2 separate regions of the Mus musculus genome follow, and region 1 is linked to region 2. A link is a contact called in public Hi-C data. All regions are on one chromosome and are shown on one strand. Each heading gives the region's core, a stretch centred on a gene start, on an enhancer-like site or on the middle of the called end of the contact. The rest is flanking DNA. Distances are from core to core; before and after follow the strand shown. Region 1 holds the start of Gpr22 (G protein-coupled receptor 22). Region 2 overlaps Slc26a4 (solute carrier family 26, member 4).

Evidence for each region. Hi-C and Micro-C count contacts between places; a contact is called where the count stands out from the background.
Region 1: a contact with region 2 is called in a Hi-C map of the N1E-115 cell line, with 3 times the contacts expected there. The contact joins the promoter of Gpr22 here to the enhancer-like site in region 2. A contact is called at or near these places in 2 of 39 promoter capture datasets (macrophages and neural stem cells), 2 of 484 Hi-C or Micro-C datasets (the N1E-115 cell line and embryonic stem cells), 4 of 115 datasets of contacts at active chromatin or transcription factors (craniofacial prominence, embryonic stem cells, heart atrium and 1 more) and 4 of 9 other capture datasets (adipose tissue, liver, macrophages and 1 more).

Annotation. Positions count from the first base shown.
Region 1 is chr12:31,712,204-31,715,271 of GRCm38.p6, reverse strand. Gpr22 (G protein-coupled receptor 22) reads left to right here and starts at 1,389. Exons shown (of 3, transcript NM_175191.5): 1 at 1,389-1,772; 2 at 2,711-3,068. All of the region lies in intron 6 of Cog5 (component of oligomeric golgi complex 5), which reads right to left.
Region 2 is chr12:31,532,960-31,536,058 of GRCm38.p6, reverse strand. It overlaps Slc26a4 (solute carrier family 26, member 4), which reads left to right. Exons shown (of 21, transcript NM_011867.4): 11 at 146-223; 12 at 353-448; 13 at 703-809; 14 at 2,845-2,914. Among named protein-coding and RNA genes, the nearest start is that of Slc26a4, 25 kb to the left of the region's middle. Within about 2 kb of position 1,433, at least 20 of the 459 cell types and tissues checked have an H3K27ac peak or open chromatin away from gene starts, as enhancers often do. A contact at or near this core is called in the N1E-115 cell line, where this site is marked.

The DNA.
Region 1 (3,068 bases), core at 140-2,639, 180 kb before region 2:
TAGTGACAAATTTTTAAAAATCTAGGATACAACACTTTGAAAACTCAACACTATTCCTAAAACTGGAAATAAGTCATGATTAATATGCTAATAACATAGCCATCAGTACCATGTTCCTTTTTGGCTCAATGGGTAATTAGTCTTTTAAAAATGTGTATTTCGTTCTGGCTCATTGATTCCCAATGCCAAACATTAAGAAAATAGTCTAATGTCTGAGTTCCTGCCCCAGAATCCAAGTGATGGAAAGAAAGAACCAATTCCTACAAGGTGTCCTCTGACCATGATATGTGCATCAGGGCAGATGCACACACATATATACAGAAATGTAATCTAAAAAATAATCTGGCTACTACATATTTTTCCGCCTAAAAAGATATGTACCTCACTAACAAGAACAGAAATGTATTTTAAATTACTAACAATTGATAGAAATTTAATTTTAAATTAATGTTTTATTTTTATCATTCCTTTGTTACTTTTAACACTCATCTTAAATAGTTTAGCTTTATAGCCTATGAGAATACATACATTTTCTTTACCACATATATTTGCCAGCAGCATCAGTAATCACCATATACAATATTTAAGAAAGATCAATCCACCAAGAAATGTGCCCATGTTACAAACAGAAATAGCCCAGTGAGATAAAATATTAATAGAAAATGATCAGTACACACATATACATAAAAATATCAGCACAAGTGAGGACTAAGATTACCATGTCCACATACTCTACCATTATGCAAGCAATGGAATAGCTACAAATGTTTTGTGATATAATCCCCTTTAGTCTATGTGATCAGTAACATGAACTAATGAATGAAATGAAGAAATATCTGAGTGAATGAACACTGAAGTCAGTAAGTAACATAAAATAATTACAATTTAAAATACAAAGAAATGACTTGGATACAAACAAACTAGTTGAAATCAAACCTGGTTCACTGTGAAGATGCAGGGCTTTCTATCTGTAGAACAAAGAACCTCAACCCAAAGCAGACACAGCTACTAACAGTCCAGTTACCCAGACTTAAAATATATTATTTTTACGATGTAACCTCCTCGACACACACATACACGAAACAAAAGCAGAAACACAACAAAAAAGAAAAAAACTATGTTCTTAATGTTTGGCATTGGGAATCAATAAGCCAGAACCAAATACACATTTTTAAAAGACTAATTTACTCATATTCTATTTAAGAGCAACAAACAACCAGTTAAAAAAACTTAGGCTTTTAAAACAGCATCCTTATATAAAGCCATTGGGGAGGGGGGGGAACACCCCTGCCATACATATGAAGCAGTTTAAGCCAATACAACTGGCCAATCAAAATTAGTGAATGCACTGCATCTCTCTGCAGTGGGGAGAAGCGACAAGGTAGGCTGTCACTCTGCAAAAGCTGCTCGGAGCAGGCTTCCCTCTCCAGAGCAGTGCCCTTCCTTTTCAGAAAGCCTGGATCCGAATGCTGTCTCAGGAGACAAGAAGCCTTCAGTATGCTAAATTACTTTCATTACGCATTTTCAGATGCTTATTGACTCCACAGTAGGAAGAGTGAGAGGCTGCTGCAGCCGAAGCAGCACTACATATTCTATACATTAGCAGGGCTGCTGAAACAATGGCACAGTAGATACATTTCCATTAAGGTCGCTTGGAAGAGATTTTTATAACCCTTTTCCCCCAGCCCTTGTACTTTCAAATCAACAGAATGAATCAATCAAAACTGGAAATGCTTCAACTACATCAGGAACTCGTCAGCTCTTTAGCAGAGGTAAGATGTGTTCCTTATTATAGTATATAGGTGCTTTTGAAACAGCACAGTGGAATAAAATTACTTTGGAATTTTTAGCCTAAATTTTTAAGAGTTTGATTGTTTTCCTTCTACTTATTGGTAAATAGGTAATTTTTAAATTGGTTTCTTTTAACACATGATGTATTTTAATGTAATTTTTAGGGTGCACTGTTAAAAAAAACCATTCTGTTCTGTTCTCTACAATGAACTCCAAAAACAGCAGCTCTTAAGTCTCTTCGGATATACCAAATATTCTTAATGTCAATAATACAGCCTTTCTCAAGTGCTAAAAGAACATTCATATTTCTTATAAGAAGCTAGTTGACTCTCTGGCTGTTTTATGTTAAGATTATAATTAGGCATGCTTACTGAAAATTATTTAATATGCAGTTAAGATTTTTTTTTACTACCATTTACATTTCACCCACATGAGCAATTCATCAAAAGAAATTTATAGTGTCTTATCACAGAATCTGGTTTAATGAGTTAAAGTTCAAGCTATGTGCTAATAATTAAACAAGCTGCAATATTTCCCAGCATGCGGGAAATGTTAAATTTATTACCCAGGGGGACGTGGTAGTATGTTTACTGAATACTAACTGTTCATAATCTCTGAACATTCAAAATCGCTTCTAAGAGAGAAGAGGAATATTTCAGAATTACAGTTTTTCTCATGTTTATATTTCAATGCTAATTCTGCGGCTCAATCAGGTAACATAGTATTATTTCTATTTTGAAAAGGAGATTTTATTTGAAGAAGCTTCATTTTATGACTATAGCTATGCCTACAGCAATACAGTTTGCTTATTTTGAGAACAAATGCTACATGGATTAATTTCTCTAACCAAAGTAACTTGTGATTAATTCAAAATTATTAGGATACCTAGTCCTTAATCATTTTTTGCCTTTTTCACAAGGGCCCACACCTAATTCAGTATACACAACTGACAATTTGAAGACTGCAACTGACTGAGAGGCTCGCTAGCCTCTGAACCACAGACTACCAGATATTCTTGTAACACATGATTTTAAGACACTAAGGAGTTAAAGCCTCAGATTAGCTGTGCTGGAACGGAACAAGCTGACAGCATCCCAAGACGATGCTACATAGACTAACCACGAAAAGAAAAAAATAGAACTGTAAAAGCCTGAAGACCAACTGGTGAGCGTTTTAAAAGGAAGATCTCACACTTTAATATAGCAGAATTATGGACACTATTGATTGTGCAAGAAACAGTGAAGCAAAAACTTCAAAAAGGAGAATGTCATGATGTG
Region 2 (3,099 bases), core at 184-2,683:
TGCTCTGTATTTTTTACCATGTTGCATGGGCTCAGTAAATAATGCTCATTTTTCTAAATACTGAGCGGAAAGGGAGAGATGAGGAAGGGCTGAGTGCACTCCTGTGGTGAGCAGGGTGTGCCCACCTCATGGAAGTGTCTTTCAGGTGGCTGGCCTCATCTCAGCTGTGATTGTGATGGTTGCCATCGTTGCCTTGGGGAGGCTTCTGGAACCCTTGCAGAAGGTAAAACCCTGCTTTTCTGTACACCAATTTCTCTTCACCAGACTTTTATAAGAGTAATAGCAGGATATCGGAAATCAACACGCAGAAACCATAGCCTTGGATAACACAGCCTTCCCTGTCTCTCTACAGTCAGTCTTGGCGGCCGTTGTCATTGCCAACCTGAAAGGGATGTTTATGCAGGTGTGTGACGTTCCTCGTCTGTGGAAGCAGAATAAGACTGATGCTGTAAGTCACCTACCACACAACTCCCTTTAAATGAAGCACCGTGTCTTGATGTGCCTGTCACTCACGATGTCCATTCCCTAAATCTAGCCTGAATGTTTGTAACTCCAGAGCACACTTAGAGTAGTTTGGAGCAGGCCACGCCTGCGTCTATGTTTCTATGAGAAGGTCCTAGATCTCTGGGAAGATTCATTCTCAATCACTTGATTGTTTTCTGATGAACTAATGTGGATCTTGTTCATTTTTCCCCCCTCTAGGTTATCTGGGTGTTTACATGCATAATGTCCATCATTCTGGGGCTGGACCTCGGCTTGCTAGCTGGCCTTTTATTTGCACTACTGACTGTGGTCCTGAGAGTTCAGTTGTAAGTACTAAAAAACAAAACAACCTCCCTCCCCTGAAAAAAAAAAAAAAACCAGATACGAACTCAGGCATAGTAGAGGAGGCACAGCCTGACGTTTCCTAGCCTGTTTTCATTAAATCCGACACAACTTCTTTTTATAATATCATGTACTGACTGAGTGTATGAGTTACACACTGCCTTACACTGTTGAGTAGGTCCAATTAGTCTGACTCTGCAGGTGAGAAAGTTTAAGTTCAGAAAGCTTAGAGATCTTTCTTAATGCTGTTAATTACTAATTGGCAGAACTAAGTCTTAAATCCCAACACAGCTCACTCCCTATCTATCCCTTCCCTCACAGGCTCCGCTCTGCTCTCCATTGGTTGATTGTCTTAACATGAAAGCTAGACACACGGATCAGCCAAAGTCTGAACTTGCTTTGTTTCAATCCTGGTTAAATCAGATGAAATTAGAGGCACTGGGCAGCAGTCATAAAACTGGGAACCGGGCACAGAACAAGTTGGCTCCTCCAATGTATTCCTACGTATTTTACTCTTTAGAGCTAGTAACTCATTACATGACTGCGACCTTTACAATGGTTATTACAGTCAGGATTCATTCCAATCCGACAGACAAGGCACATAATGCCCAATTATGTGAAGTAAACAAGATTAGTTCGTATGCTCCGTGGATGCAGCAGAGCTATGAGTCATGGTGGAAATAGACTATGAAGGCAGGCGAGGCAGGCTGAAGGCGGATTATCTGGTTGGTGACAGGTTTTGTTTTGACTTTGGTTTTAGCTGTGTGTCCTCCTGGGCTTGCGGAGCACAGCCTCTGCCCCTTTTAGTTTTTTCCTTGCCTTTTCAGATGCTTGCCCTCTTCTCTGCCTGGGCAGTGATGGAAGAAGAAACCTGGGAAACATCAACATAGATATCTTCAGCTTAGCATGGGCTCACCTCTCCCTTGCCACCAACCAGCTCTCGGCCCACCCGCCCTCTGTTAGCATGCTGGTTTCTACTTGAAAGGCTGTGACTGGCTCCCTTAGCACAGGGTCCTGAAAGGGTTCATTAACTTCCAGAGGGCCCAGTTTGCTACAAGGAAACAATGAAGAAACTGTCTGTAGGGGACATTGCCTCTTGTGTTGAGTGTGCCTTTTAGGAGATTGTTTGAGAAGGAAGGTGGCTTTTCTTTTCTTTCTCTTTGAGAAAGACTAACTTATGATTTAACTTAAAAATGAGCTCAGTGTTGTGCCAAGGGAAAGCTTGGTGGTACAATTTAGTTGCTGGTTTGGTAACCGGGCGCCTAGCCAACAAAAAGCAGTACCGTTTATAGTATTTAATTTCCAGTAATTATAACATTGATCTAGAAAGCACAATGCTGAAAGGACCCCCAAACAATTAATCCTTCTCCAGGGGCTGCATTCAGCATATGCCACTAGTCACAGTTGGAGAGACAAGGACTTTATCTGATGGCACCAGGAACAGGAAACGGGTGATCTGGTCAACAGGCAAGGGTTGCTTCAGGAAGGCTGCTGCTTTTAAAAGCAGAGACTAATCTGATCATTTGCAGACACCGTATCCATTAGCAGGTTGCCATAAATCACAAGGAGTGGAAGAACCAAAGCCCCACGTGTGAAAGACATGCTATGCGTCCTTCACCCAGTGGCTCCTCTAGCTCCTCTGGACATTATTTTATGAACTAATAAAACAGGGATAATAGTGCTGGCTATTCAGAGTTACGGCCGGGCTTCCAGCTTTGCCATGTGAGAAAGCTTGACGCCTCTGCTATAAATTGTTATGAACTCCAAACTGCTCATTATGTCTCCCAGCCATCAGAAGAGACTCACAGTTAGTTCTTTCTTCAGTCCCACGCAAACACCAGCTGTTCATTTCAGAGTTAGATACAAGAAAATGTCATCGGCAATAAAGGCAGAGTCCAAAACACCAGAACGATGCTCTCTCTCATAGCAGTGATTTCTTTTTAACTTTTTAACTGTTGTAAAAAATAAAATAAAATAAATTAAAAGATAAAATTCCAGTGTTCATTTTTCTTCTTACAGCCCTTCATGGAATGGCCTTGGAAGTGTCCCCAGCACAGACATCTACAAAAGCATCACACATTATAAAAACGTAAGTGCCTTTATGAAACACTTGTCCCAGGTAGGCTCGATAGCCCAGAATTCAAGGAGCCTCAGATTTCTTTTAGCATGTTAGATACAAGCCAAGAGGACTTCTGTTGGGAAAGTCCATCAGCAGACTGTGAGTGTCTTGAGAACTTTGGATTCTTCATAAATCGATCACAGGATACTTACCCA